Regions from separate parts of the Sus scrofa genome. Here regions 1 and 3 are each linked to region 2. A link is a contact called in public Hi-C and HiChIP or PLAC-seq data. All regions are on one chromosome and are shown on one strand. Each heading gives the region's core, a stretch centred on a gene start, on an enhancer-like site or on the middle of the called end of the contact. The rest is flanking DNA. Distances are from core to core; before and after follow the strand shown. Region 1 overlaps LOC100152566 (N-acetyllactosaminide beta-1,6-N-acetylglucosaminyl-transferase). Region 2 holds the start of LOC100152566 (N-acetyllactosaminide beta-1,6-N-acetylglucosaminyl-transferase). Region 3 holds the start of PAK1IP1 (p21-activated protein kinase-interacting protein 1).

Region 1 (4,243 bases), core at 1,152-3,651, 41 kb before region 2:
AATTCCTTCAAGTCACAAGGAGATAGAAACAGGGGTTAAAAATGATTAGAATCATAATACATGTTGATTTATATTTACTTTCTGGTATTCCGATTCATAACTCAATAAAGGATACCTACATCAAACACACAACATCATACACAAGCGTTAAACAGATTCTTATGTTGAGACCAACTCAAGGCCAGCTGCTTTCGCTGCTACTATTTCAAATTGCCTTGTAGGGAGTTCCCGCAGTGGTGCAGTGGAAACGAATCCGATTAGTATCCACAAGCATTCGGGTTCGATCCCTGGCCTCACTCAGTGGGTTAAGGATCCAGCATCACCATGAGCTGTGGTGTCGTCTGCAGATGTGGCTTGGATCCCGAGTTGCTGTGGCTATGGTGTAGGCAGGCAGCTGGAGCTCCGGTTCGACTCCTAGCCTGGGAACCTCCATATGCCTTGGGAGCAGCCCTAGAAAAAGGCAAAAAGACAAAAAAAAAAAAAATTATTTTTATGGCTGAATAATATTCCATTGTATACATATACATCTTTTTCCATTCATCTATTTGTTTTTTTCTTTTTCTTGTTTTGGCCGCCCCTGTGGCACCTGGAGTTCCTGGGCCAGGGATCAGCTCCGAGCCACAGTTCCCACCTATGAGGCAGCTGTGGCCAACCCCAGATCCTTAACCCTCTGTGCTAGGCTGGGATCGAACCTGCGTCCCAGCGCTTCATTATGCAGTCATCTGTTGATCGACACGTAGGTCTTGGGTATTGTCAATAGTGCTGCTGTGAACACTGGGGTGCATGTATTTTTTTTAAGTTGGAGTTTTTGCTTTTTATGGATATATGCCCATATAATCGGGTAGAACTGCCCGATTATATGGTAACCCTATTCTTAGATTTTTAAGGAACCTCTATACTTGTTTTACAAAGTGCTTGCTCCTGTGTACATTCCCACCAACGGTGTAGGAGGGTTCCCTTTTCTTCATGCCCTCTCTAGCATTTCTTTTTTTTCTTTTTTTTTTTTTTTTTGGCTTTTGTCTTTTTAGGGCCACACTTGCACCATGACAGGAAACTCCTCTCTCTAGCATTTATTTGTAGACTTTTTGCTGATGGCCACTCTGACCTGTGTGGTGATACCGCATTGTAGCAAAACTGGTATATATGGCTAAGTACCTGAAAATATGAGGTGTAGCACATTGAGAAACTACTAGAAATAATGAAAAAGTGTAGCAAAACCCACAGACAGGACCCAAATCAAATGTTTTCTTTTACGCTATCAATAGCAAGATAGAAATCCTATTCCCCCAAAGCACAAAGACCTCTATGTAATGAAAACGGTAATTTACCTCTGTAATCGTCCTCCTCCAACCCCCCCAAATCCAATCTAACCATGAGAAAAGCATCAGACAAAACCATCTGGGGGGCACTGTACTAAATACCCAGCTGGCACCCCTCAAAATTGTCATCGTCAAAAACAAGGAAAGTCTGAGAAACAGTCCCAGCCAGACTGTGGATGGGACCCGGGACCACCACCACCAAAATAATTATTCGATCCTAAGGATATATCGGTATTGGCTCGTTTGTTGTGACAAATATTTCACAAGAATGCTCTTTTATAAACATGATTCGGGAACCTGTGGGTATGGGGGAATCTCTTGGTCCTAGCAGCAATTTTTCTGTACAATTAAAACTATTCCCAAATTAAAATTAATGTTAATGAATATGAGTAATTTTTGAAGGGCCCAAAAAGGCAAGTTGCAAAAAGATATAATTGCTATTATATATCTACACAGTCAATTCACTAAAAAAAAAAAAAAGCTAGTATGTGTGTCTTTGTATTTCCACTGAGTATACAGAAGCCTATGCACATAACTGATGTAGAGTTAGAGAGCTGTGTGGTCCAAGAGCCACTAGTTACATGGGCTAAAAATAAGTACTATGTCCTCAGTCATCTGAGCCACCTTTCAAGTGCCTAGCAGCTACCACGAGCGGGTACTATTTTGGACAGGACAGATAGAGGATATTTTCATCATAGCAGAAATTCTTTGGGGCAGCATGGTCAGAAGATAGATAGGTACATGTGCAGGCCACCACACTGAAAGGAACTTAAGAATATTTACCAAACACGTCATTACCTCTGGAGAAAGGTGTTCACTTTTTATGTATCTTTCTGTATTCATTCTTTTTATTCTACATTCTTCTGTATTCCATTTTTAAAAAAATGTATGACCTTAATTTTATTCTGCCTTCCAAAAAGATTTTTATTATCATTGATTTATGTATTCTATTTTTATGAGCATATATTTTTGGTTTTGATTTTGAAATGTTTTTCACTTTCAAGGGATTTTGTACTAAAAAAAGGTACATTTGGGGTTCCCTGCTGGCCGAGCTGTTAAGGATCTGGCATCGTCACTGCAGTGGCTCAGGTCACTGCTGTGGTGTACGATGGACTATTGGCCCAGGAACTTCTGCATGTCATGGGCACGGCCAAAAAAAAAAAAGTACATTAGATGTTTAAATGAATTATTTTTCTTAGTATGTCTATCATTTCCCGTGTGTCTATCAGAGGCAATATTTGTTTAGCCAAACTTAGCTCCGAAATGCTGCTCAAAAACTTTGGCATTTGATATTCAAGTGACTATGATAGTACCAACATGTCTTTATTTTTTTAAAAATGACTAAAGAAGGCAAATATAGAAGGACAATTTATGCCTGCTTCAGATTTTTAAATAGTTGTACCCAATTTAAAAGAAAGTGATCTTCCTGGAGTTCCTGTTGTGGCACAGTGGAAATGAATCCGACTAGGAACCATGAGGTTATGGGTTCGATTCCCAGCTTTGCTCAGTGGGTTAAGGATCCGGCATTGCCGTGAGCTATGGCGTAGGCTGGCAGCAACAGCTCCGATTAGACCCCTAGCCTGGGAACCTCCATATGCCATGGGTGCGGCCCTAAAAAGAAAAAAAAAAAAAAGAAAAGAAAGTGATCTTCCATTATATTCCCTTCTCCAACATTCCCAGTTATTCTCCCCATCACCCCACAAGGGGAAAGTTTCATTATTTTTCAGTGAGTGGGCATTTTAGACAGGTAGGTGTGTACGTGTGGATGTATTTATCTGTATGTTTTAGAAAATGCTAGGAGTTCCCGTCGTGGCGCAGTGGTTAACGAACCCGACTAGGAACCATGAGGTTGCCGGTTCGATCCCTGGCCTTGCTCATTGGGTTAAGGATCCGGCATTGTCATGAGCTGTGGTGTAGGTTGCAGAAGTGGCTCGGATCCCACGTTGCTGTGGCTCTGGCATAGGCTGGTGGCTAGGCTCCAATTTGACCCCTAGCCTGGGAATCTCCATATGCTGCGGGAGTAGCCCTAGAAAAGGCAAAACAACCAAAAAAAAAGAAAGAAAATGCTAGGAGAAGTACCTTGTTAAATATCAAATAAAAATACACAATAGCCCCAAGGGTGGAAAACAATATATTAATTTATTTCAAGAGAACAATGTGGAATATCATCAAAAACCAAGCTTTCAGGGCATCTCCACGGACTCGCAGAAATCCACTCGTCCAAACACTACACTCTTTCAATATTAAAGGACTTAAGACACAGAATAAACGACCAACGGCAGACATGTAAACTTCTTCTCTTCCAGAAGATTTCTCGCTCTACATGCGAAAGATCCAGTGTAAAACATTCCTTCTTCTCAGGCGGTTTCATGTAAATAATTTGAAAAAAAAAAAAGGGTGATTTATAGATTCTGCCATTAGCTCCGGGTGTGCTGTCTATGCCTTCAACTCTTCATCACCCGATTCAGTTCTGTTTTTTCAGTAGCAGGAAAAGAAGAAGGCTTTGCTTCCAAGTCATTCCCTTAAATACGATTAACATTCAACAGACACAATTACAGGACCAAAAACTGCATTAATCAGATGCATCCTTCATCGTCGTTACCGTTTTTCATTAGAATAAATAAACCATCAGGATTTTGAAGGGTCCCAGTAGACTTCACATTTTTCTGAGGTGACAGGACATTGTGTCATTACGAACACTGAGACCCTGCTCGGATGCTCAACAGGACTCATTTCATCTTCTCTAAATGTTCCGCCCTGGAAAGGAACCAAGGAGACCAGCAAGAGACCCCAACTCTCAGACAGAGAAATTTGTTTCCTAGTGTTTACTGGCAACCTCGCTAAGCCTCAGTAACTTCATCTGCAAAATGGGGGTAATCCAGGAGCTTCCCTGAGCTGTGACACTTGCAGGCCACGGCAGGGCA
Region 2 (4,296 bases), core at 845-3,344:
TGGAACCATTCAGTTTCCCGAAAGTTTTCGGCGGGCTCAGTTGGCTATTGTAAAGTATCACCAAAACACCCACACTGAACACAGCGAAGGCAAAAAAGCAATACCTCCAAAAGTTCATTATTTTTCACTTCCCCGGGGAAGGAATCTCTTTCCAAGGACTGAGAAACGATCGGTGCCCGAAACCACCAGGCTGAAGCGACCTCTTTGCCCAGACTTGAATTTCAACAGCTTTTCCAGAGGGGTTTCTTTTCCCGGGGTCCTTCAATCCTCATGTATCCTCTGCCTCGGGGTGCGGCCATCCTCGTTGGTTCGGCGACGGGCCAGAGATGCTTCTCGCGCGCGCCCTGGTCTTCGGGCCTCCGGTGCGGAATCGCCGCGGCCGGCGGAGCGCGCCGGGCTCGGCCCCGCCTCCAGGAAGCCCGTCTCATTTGCATCCAAGACGCCAGAGGATCGTAGCAAATTGCCTTCTGGTCTGGAAGGACGGCTCCTTTCGCCGGGGCGGTTTCTCCGGCCTCACTCCGCCCCCCTCCCTCCAAGCTCTTCTGATCGCGCTGCTGGGCTCACGCCTGCACCTTGCCTGCGCCCTAGAAGTGGTTCTGCTCTTGCTGGCGAGCCCCGCAGCCTGCTAGCCGGCTTGGAACCCACAGCCTTCGGACTGCTGTTCCTCCGCTTGATTTCTCTTCCTGTTGGGCGGCCCCCTTGTTTTCATTTCAGGGTTATCTCTACCTCTGGGCATACACAGACACAGCTAAGGACAACCCCCCTTGCAACACGCCCAAGAAGAAGACTATCGCGGGGTGGGGGGGAAGGCTGATGGTGGGGGGGCTGTTCGCTGGGTTAAGTCAGACAATTTCTGATGATTTTACATAGCACATCGCACTTCCCTGGACTGGCTATGGACAGAGGGAAATAAGAATTACACTCGTGGGGGCGTGAGATGGCGGCAGAAGGAATCTAGGAGTGACTTTTAACTTTAAAGGGTCGTACATGAAATAAACACATCTTCGGTGGCCTGCCAGGGAGAACGGTGATTGGCATTGCTCCCAGACAGCAAAGGCTGGTTCCCATTTCACACAGAGCTTCAGATAACTTGAGCTCTTCACACAGTATTATCTACCGAATGTGGAGTGAGGAGCCACTGGGTCTCTTTAAAAGCCCGACATCTTCCGATTTGAGGTCATTTGGTAGAAGGCAAAGGATTCTCCTTTCCACCCCACCTCCTCTCCCACTTCCTTACTCTGAAGAAGAAAGGACAAAAGTCTTCAGAGCTGTGGCGGAAATTCCTGGAAGTCTCAGTCAGTGTAATGCAGGGGAGGCGGGAGAAGAAGCCCAGCAGGTCTGATCACATTACAGAGGGGTTCTCATAGCTCACCTGTGCTGGTGCCGCCAGCAAATCAGCAAACGTGGGGGCGTGCTGCAGATGAAGGCAGGTGGTAAGGAGCTTCTGGGGGAAAGTTACTGGTCCCACTAACAGGCCAACTGTGGCAGCCCCAGGAGCTACAAGTGGCCCCCCTCCCATCTCATTCCAGCAGTCACCCAGCTAGTCTACCTGTCCGGGCACGATGTGGCACCTGGAGCAACTAACTGCTCCTGTTAGGAAGACCGTGGTGTCTAAAGAGCAAGCGCCCTGCCCTCTTCCCATCACGTGCCAGCACTTTGCTTTCCACAGTTCACTGGACTCAAAATGACAGCAGTAGCATGGGTGTGGCTGAGAATGAAGAGTGTGGCCCGCAACAGCAGGAAACCAAGGATGCTGCTGCCATCGAGCCATCGCATGACAACTACTCCTGACAGTGAGCCCTGAGGGACCTCAGGATGGAAACAAGATGCGTACCACCAAGCCATCAGCCACTGCAGTCCCCCCAAACCCTCCCCCCGGCCCAGCGGTTCCCCCTGAGGACACTCGGGTGGGAAAGCACAGGACACCGGCCCAAGATACGGCGGTGCATGCATATCAAATCAATGATTTCAATGAACCCAGACTTTTGCATTTCCCATACATAGAAAAGCATTAAATTCCTTGAGATACCTGGTTTTCTTTCTTCCTTCCTTCCTTCCTTTCTTTCATCTTTCTCCCTCTTTCTTTTTTTTGCTTTTTAGGGCTGCATCTGCCAGGCTAGGGGTCCAATTGGAGCTACAGCTGCCAGCCTATACCATGGCCATAGCAACTCGGGATCCAAGCTGCTTCTGTGACCTACACCACAGCTCATAGCAACACCCATCCTTAACCCACTGAGCAAGGCCAGGGATCGATCATGAATCCTCATGGATACGAGTCAGATTCATTTCCACTGTGCCACAATGGGAACTCCCTGGTTTTCTTTAATTAACAATAGTCTGCTCACGTTTGGACTACCCGGTCCTTGTTGCAAAAACTCCCTTGCTGCTACGGAGCAGTCCCTTGAACCCATCTGTGAGGCTGTCTCCTGGCATGAAGTCCTCAGAGTGTTCAACTTTTAGGTTGTGCAATTCCCCCCCCAGCCAACCTGACAGATACTGATTTAGAGGGGGACCCAAAGGGTTGGCAGGGATCTCAAAGATCACCTAGCACAACCCTGTATTTTACAGATGAGGAAACTAAGCCCGATACAAATATTTTTTTTAAGGTCATTTGGCTGGATAGTAGAAGTCAGAGCCTTAAATCTGCAGCTCACTGGTCCAGATACCAGAGCCAGTCTAGTTGGTTTCAGATCCGAGCTGGTCACGAACCAGCTGTACCAGCAGGGTAGTTCCTTAACCTCTCTAAGTGCCAGTTTCTTTGTTTGCCAGATGGAAAATAACAATAGTTCCTATTTCACATGATCGTTAAAAACATTGTCAGGAGTTCCTGTTGTGGCTTAGCAGAAACAAATCTGACTAGCATCCATGATGAGGCAGGTTTGATCCCTGGCCTTGCTCAGGGGTTTGGGATCCCAAGTTGCCATGAGCTGTGGTGTAGATCACAGACGTGGCTTGAATCCTGTGCTGCTGTGGCTGTGGCCGTGGCCAACAGCTCCAGCTCCAGTTTGCCCCCTGGCCTGGGACTCTCCATATGCTATGGGTGTGGCCCTAAAAGGACAAAAAAAAAAAGATGAAAACATTAAATCAGATAATTCTTTGCTGTTGTTGTTGGCCACGCCCATGGCTTGCAGAATTCCTAGTCCAGGGATTGAAATGGTGTCACTGCAGTGGCTTGGGTCAATAACTCAACCCAATTAAAAGCCTTAAGAAAATAAATGCTGGATCCTTAACCACTGGGCTGCCAGGGAACTCCTAAAAGAGACAGCTCTAGTTCAGTTTATATCTGCTTATATAAGTTCAATAAGCATTAGTGATTGTTCTGCTGTTGTTTCCTTTTGAAAAAGAGCCAATGTTTTTGACCCTGTTAAGGAACCGATCTTTTGATTTCTGTTTACTAATAATAGAAAAGGAAAAAAAAAAAGCATTTATTTTCTTTTTTTTTTTTTTTTGGTGACTGAAACTATTTTTTTTTTTATTTTATTTTCCCACTGTACAGTAAGGGGGTCAGGTTATCCTTAGATGTATACATTACAATTACATTTTTTCCCCAACCCTTTGTTCTGTTGCAACATGAGTATCTAGACATAGTTCTCAATGCTATTCAGCAGGATCTCTTGTAATCTATTCTAGTTGTGTCTGATAAGCCAAGCTCCCGATCCCTCCACTCCTCCCCTCCAGCATTTATTTTCTTAAGGCTTTTAATTGGGTTGAGTTATTGCTACTCTAAAAGAGGGAAGGTTAAGAGTTCCCATCGTGGCTCAGGGGTAACAAACCGGACTAGTATCCATGAGGACTTGGGTTCGAACCCTGGCCTTGCTCAGTGGGTTAAGGATCTGGCATTGCCATGAGCTGTGGTGTAGGTTGCAACATGGCTTGGATCCCCAGTTGGTGTGGCTGTTGTGCAGGTTGCAGCAGCAACTCTGATTCAACCTCTAGCCCCGAACTTCCATATGCTGCAGGTGCAGCCCTAAAAAGCAAAAGCAAAAAAACCCAAAAAACAAAATCATAAAAGAGGGAAGGTTAGAGTTCACTCTTCCTTTCCCATCACTGTCTCCCTTCACCCTGGGGAGGGAGGGAAATGCAGGTGCTGAAAGGGAAGTACTGAACAGTTTGTTTTGAGGGTTTGACTTCCTTTCATTCTTACTAGAGCTGCTCCTTTTTCTGCAAAGTATGCAGAGCCGGGAGGGAAGGCAGAGAGAAGAGAGAAGACCTGCTCTCACTGCAGGTTCGGTTGGTTTTTCTCCTCTTTGCTTTAGATCCTCAACCCTTCAATAAGGAGCTCAGGTCGGATGCTGA
Region 3 (4,389 bases), core at 1,499-3,998, 62 kb before region 2:
ACTCAAATAAGGAATGACCACGATGTGCCTGGCACAGTTTTAGGCAGTTGACATAGAGCAATGAACAAAAGAAACAAAAGTCCTTATTTAAAGGAGCTGCCATTCCTGTGGGAAAGGCAGACAAGATACAACATGACGTCACTCAGAAATAAGTATAATGACAAGCCCTACAAAGAAAAACAAACAGGATGAGAGCATGTTCACATTGGTACCGTTATAAGCCCTAGAGGATGACCAGTGATGAGATGTCAGAATTCTATGCTTGGATTCCCGGGTGGCCTAGCAGTTCAGGACTCAGCATTGCCATTGCTGTGGCTCCAGTTCGATCTCTGGCCGAGGAACTTCCACAGGCTGAGGGCTTGCTGACATGCGACTTTTGGATAAATGTGACTGGCTGAGTGCAAAGAACGATAGACACATACATATACACGCACACACCACAAACTGAAGGAGATGCATGAAGGAGTATTATTATTATGTCTTTTTGTCCTTTTAGGGCTGCACTCATGGCATATGGAGGTTCCCAGGCTAGGGGTCCAATCGGAGCTGTAGCCGCCAGCCTACACCACAGCCACAGCAATGCGGGATCCGAGCTGCGTCTGCCACCTACACCGCAGCTCATAACGCCAGATCCTTAACCCACTGAGCGAGGCCAGGGACTGAACCCGCAACCTCATGGTTCCTAGTTGGATTCGTTAACCACTGAGCCACGATGGGAACTCCTGAAGGAGTATTGTTGAAACCAAAAAAAAAAAAAAAAAAAAAATTGCTCGAATATACTAAGGATGTGTTACTGCAAATTAATTCCTTAAAAACAGATAGTCCTTCCGTTAATAACGACTGAGGGGGCCTCTTTTGAGTAAAGGCACAACATTCCTAAGGGGCTGCTATGGCCGTAAATTGAAGAATAACCTTTGCCTGTGCATATTACAGAAGGAATGCTGGTTGTCTGGGTTTAGCAGCGGTACTAGGTTAAGAGCTTCATGTGTCAGAGACCCCTGGAGGTTTGAGTCCCAGGTCTGCCACTTATCAGCTCTGTGGCTTCCAGCGGGTCACTTAACCTCTCTGGACTTCAGGATCCTCCGCTGTAAATGGGATAACTGTATCTGCCTCAGAGGGCTGCTGTGAGGTCTAGTACTGTGTTTGGAACGTGCACAGCAACATTATTACAAAAACACAATCTGTAACATCATCTTTAAGTATCCAAAACATGTCACCTTTCAGCCAAAGGCAGCTTAATCACCAGAGTAGAAAACAAAATAAACAAAAGAAATTAGTCAGATCCTATACTTCCAATTTTCTGGTTATTTAAGTTTGACATCTTGTCTTCATAAAGACCTAACAGGTCAAAGTTCCCATCGTGGCTCAGCAGTAACAAACCTGACTAGTATCCATGAGGAACCGGGTTCAATCCCTGGCCCTGCTCAGTGGGTTAAGGATCCAGTGTTGCCCATGAACTGTAGTGTAGGTTGCAGGTGGAGCTTGGATCCCGCATTGCTGTGGTGTAGAGCAGCAGCTGCAGCTCGGAATCAGCTCCTAGCCTGGGAATTTCCATATGCTGTGGGTGCGGCCCTAAAAAGAAAGCAAAAAAAAAAAAACAAAACGACATAACAGGTCAACGAATTAGGTTTCTAGGAAATATCTAGGATTGCTTAGAGGGAAAAAAGAGTACTAGACTAAAAGTAAGGAGATGTTACATCGAGTCCTGGGTATGTCCTGTTTGACTACTGCCAATTTACTTAACCTTTTAACTCACACGCTTAGTAAAAAAACTCATCACGTTTTGTTTTAATTTTTCTCCACGTATTTGCCTCCCTCAATCTCTCTTTCTCATGTGGGTAAGCTCTCCAGTGCAGGATTTATACCTTTGGCTTCCCTGCACCTTTACCGAAAGTAATGGCCCCACGTAAGAGCCCAATAGTGAACTGGTATCACTTTATCAATGAGGGGTTTATCCAGATCCAGTTCAAATACATGGTAAAATCCCAGAACAAAAACTCAAAGAGCTGTTCTTTCATTAAATCCTGAACACCCCAACTAGTTGTCAACTTAGGGGAGCGACCTTTAAACTCATACAATCTATGGCTCATTGGCCCGTTTGCAGAAATGCCAGTTTCCTTCGTGCACGGGTCATGTTTACTACAAAACGCAGACATCATCTCGTCTTATGAAACGCCTTCTCTGTTCTAAAAGACTAAGACGTGTTTTAAGTCTCCTGAATTGCATTCACCAATGAATCCCTAGCGGTTCTGACGGTTCCCCTGCGGTGCTGTGTTTACCTCGGCCGCGTGGGAACCACATCAGACGCTTGGCCGCCCCACCGCCTGCGGTCCCTCCGCGCGCGGGCTCTCACCTCGTGGCTGCCGCTCGTCTCGGGCTCCGGGTGTACAGCGAACCCAAAAAGAACCTGCTCGTAGCAACCAGCCACCACCTCCATTCAGCAGCGCACGTGCCTCCTCAGCGAGCGGGGCTCGGCGCAGCTGGGCAGTGACGCAAGCGGACGCAAGGGGCAGAGGGGGTCCTTCTTGCGTCGGCGCTCAAATTTACGTCAAGACCGCGGGGCTGCCTTTTAGGCGCCTGACTCCATGGGAGAGATTTCGGGACTAGAAGATCACGCGGAATTACCAAGAGGAGAATAAGAAAGGACGCCACATGGCGAGAGTCTCATTTCAAGGAGAAAGCAAACGGAGGATCAGCAGGCATATTCTAGGAAGCCCCGTGTCAGGCGATTCTGAGGCGAGGGGGCGGGACATCCTGCGCGAAAGTCCTCGTTTCCGGGGCGTCTACGGAAGGGGCGGGGCAGCTTCCGGGCTGGGCGGGAGGCGAGGGGGCGGCTCCGGCGTTGCAGTGTAATTGGCGGATCGACGCCTGTGTGTAGTGGCACAGGTACAGGCGTTAGGCTTTCGGTGGTGCAGGAAGTCGTGGAATGAACCTTTTTCGTTCACATTCGCTGTAATAGAGCAAGGAGGGGGGCATGTAGGACTGGTAGGGCTCGCAGTCGTCAGAGGGGTCCGATTCCCTCGCCCCCGCCCAGGCCAAATAATCTCGCTCTGCGCACCTTTCCTCCCAGCTTGCTTTTGGTTTCTCGAACTCTGGGGACAAATCGGCCACTGTGGGGCATCCTGCGGGTGGGGGAGGACCCTTTGCTTGAGGGGGGGTAAAGACACTGCTCGAAGAGGAAGGGCCAGTCACCCTAGGTTCGGTTCTAGAAGGAAATCTCATATTCCGTTTCACCACCTCCCCCACCTTAAGTGCAAAGTCAGTGTTATTAAAAACACAGGTAGCCCTAATTTAGATTTGAGGTTTTCATGAGATACAGAGATTCAGAGATGTGTTAGAAAGGACAGCTTCGCACCTGCGAAGTGACTGGACTGTGCCACATAGAAGTGATTTTACTTTGGTGGCTTTGTCACTGCAGCGCCAGGAAGGCCTTGTCTTCTGCGCATTTTGGCGACTCCATGTGTAAGCACTTCTTAGGCACTGAAATGCTGAAGTTCAAATCGTTCTCAGGCTTTTGGAAACCCTGTTTACAGCACAGGCACCCATGGGAGCAACTGTGGGTGTGGAACCACAGTGACGTTCACACTAATCCTTTATGTTCCCAGTGTATGTAAGTTATGTTTATGTCACACTGTAGTCCATTAAGTGTGTAATACCATATGTCTGGAAAAAATGCATATTCTTTAATTTTGAAGAACTACTTCATTGCCGCCCCCCCCCCAAAAAAATTGCTAACCATAGCGTTCTTGGCTGTGGCACAGTGGGTTAGGAATCTGACTGCAGCAGCACCGGTCGCTGGGGAAGTGAGGGTTCCATCTCTGGCTCCACACAGTGGGTTGAAAGATCTGGAGTTGCCACAACTGCGACCCACAGTGTGGCCTGGGAGAACTCCCATATGCTGTGGGTGCACCCATTAAAAAAAAAAAAAATCATGAGCTTTATGTATTCTGTTTCTTCTGGAATCCCTCAGTACCCTGCCTCATTACCCCAGCGAAATCTCAACTGTTGTTCGATAAGAATTAGTACTCATTTGAAATTAATTTTAATGTGTCATGATAACAGGATAATTACTCTCCTGCGTCTCTTACCAGATGGCCACACTTTTACCTGCTTAAGTAGTAACATTTAAGAAAAGACTGTGATTTGAAAGTCTTTTGTTCCAACCAGGAATTTTTTAAAAATATAGTTAGTTCTAGAATAAAAACCATAGTGCAAGCGACATAAACAACTCAAAGAGGCTTACCCTTCCTTCCTTTCCCCCTTTCTTCCTTCCCCCCTCCCTTCCTTCCTTTCCTGTTAGAAATTAGTTGAACCAGAAACTTTTAAGTTTAATTAGGTCCCATTTGATCCAGCAGTCCCACTCCTGGGCATCTATCCAGAGAAAACCAT

The links. A called contact is a pair of places that touch in the nucleus more often than the background predicts. HiChIP or PLAC-seq counts read pairs in DNA pulled down with a chosen protein or histone mark.
Region 1: a Hi-C map of fetal heart ventricle shows a contact between it and region 2, with 5 times the contacts expected there. The contact joins the enhancer-like site here to the promoter of LOC100152566 in region 2. A contact is called at or near these places in 1 of 5 promoter capture datasets (fetal liver), 5 of 47 Hi-C or Micro-C datasets (embryonic fibroblasts, epiblast stem cells, fetal heart ventricle and 2 more) and 1 of 2 datasets of contacts at active chromatin or transcription factors (alveolar macrophages).
Region 3: a contact with region 2 is called in an H3K27ac HiChIP or PLAC-seq map of alveolar macrophages. The contact joins the promoter of PAK1IP1 here to the promoter of LOC100152566 in region 2. A contact is called at or near these places in 2 of 47 Hi-C or Micro-C datasets (epiblast stem cells and heart right ventricle) and 1 of 2 datasets of contacts at active chromatin or transcription factors (alveolar macrophages).

Annotation. Positions count from the first base shown.
Region 1 is chr7:7,421,394-7,425,636 of Sscrofa11.1, reverse strand. It overlaps LOC100152566 (N-acetyllactosaminide beta-1,6-N-acetylglucosaminyl-transferase), which reads right to left. Exons shown (of 3, transcript XM_005665561.3): 3 at 3,438-4,243. Among named protein-coding and RNA genes, the nearest start is that of C7H6orf52, 14 kb to the left of the region's middle. Within about 2 kb of position 2,401, at least 2 of the 83 cell types and tissues checked have an H3K27ac peak or open chromatin away from gene starts, as enhancers often do.
Region 2 is chr7:7,380,533-7,384,828 of Sscrofa11.1, reverse strand. It overlaps LOC100152566 (N-acetyllactosaminide beta-1,6-N-acetylglucosaminyl-transferase), which reads right to left and starts at 2,094. Exons shown (of 3, transcript XM_005665561.3): 1 at 1-2,094. The coding sequence starts at 118.
Region 3 is chr7:7,442,878-7,447,266 of Sscrofa11.1, reverse strand. PAK1IP1 (p21-activated protein kinase-interacting protein 1) reads right to left here and starts at 2,748. Exons shown (of 11, transcript XM_001926200.4): 1 at 2,354-2,748. The coding sequence starts at 2,437.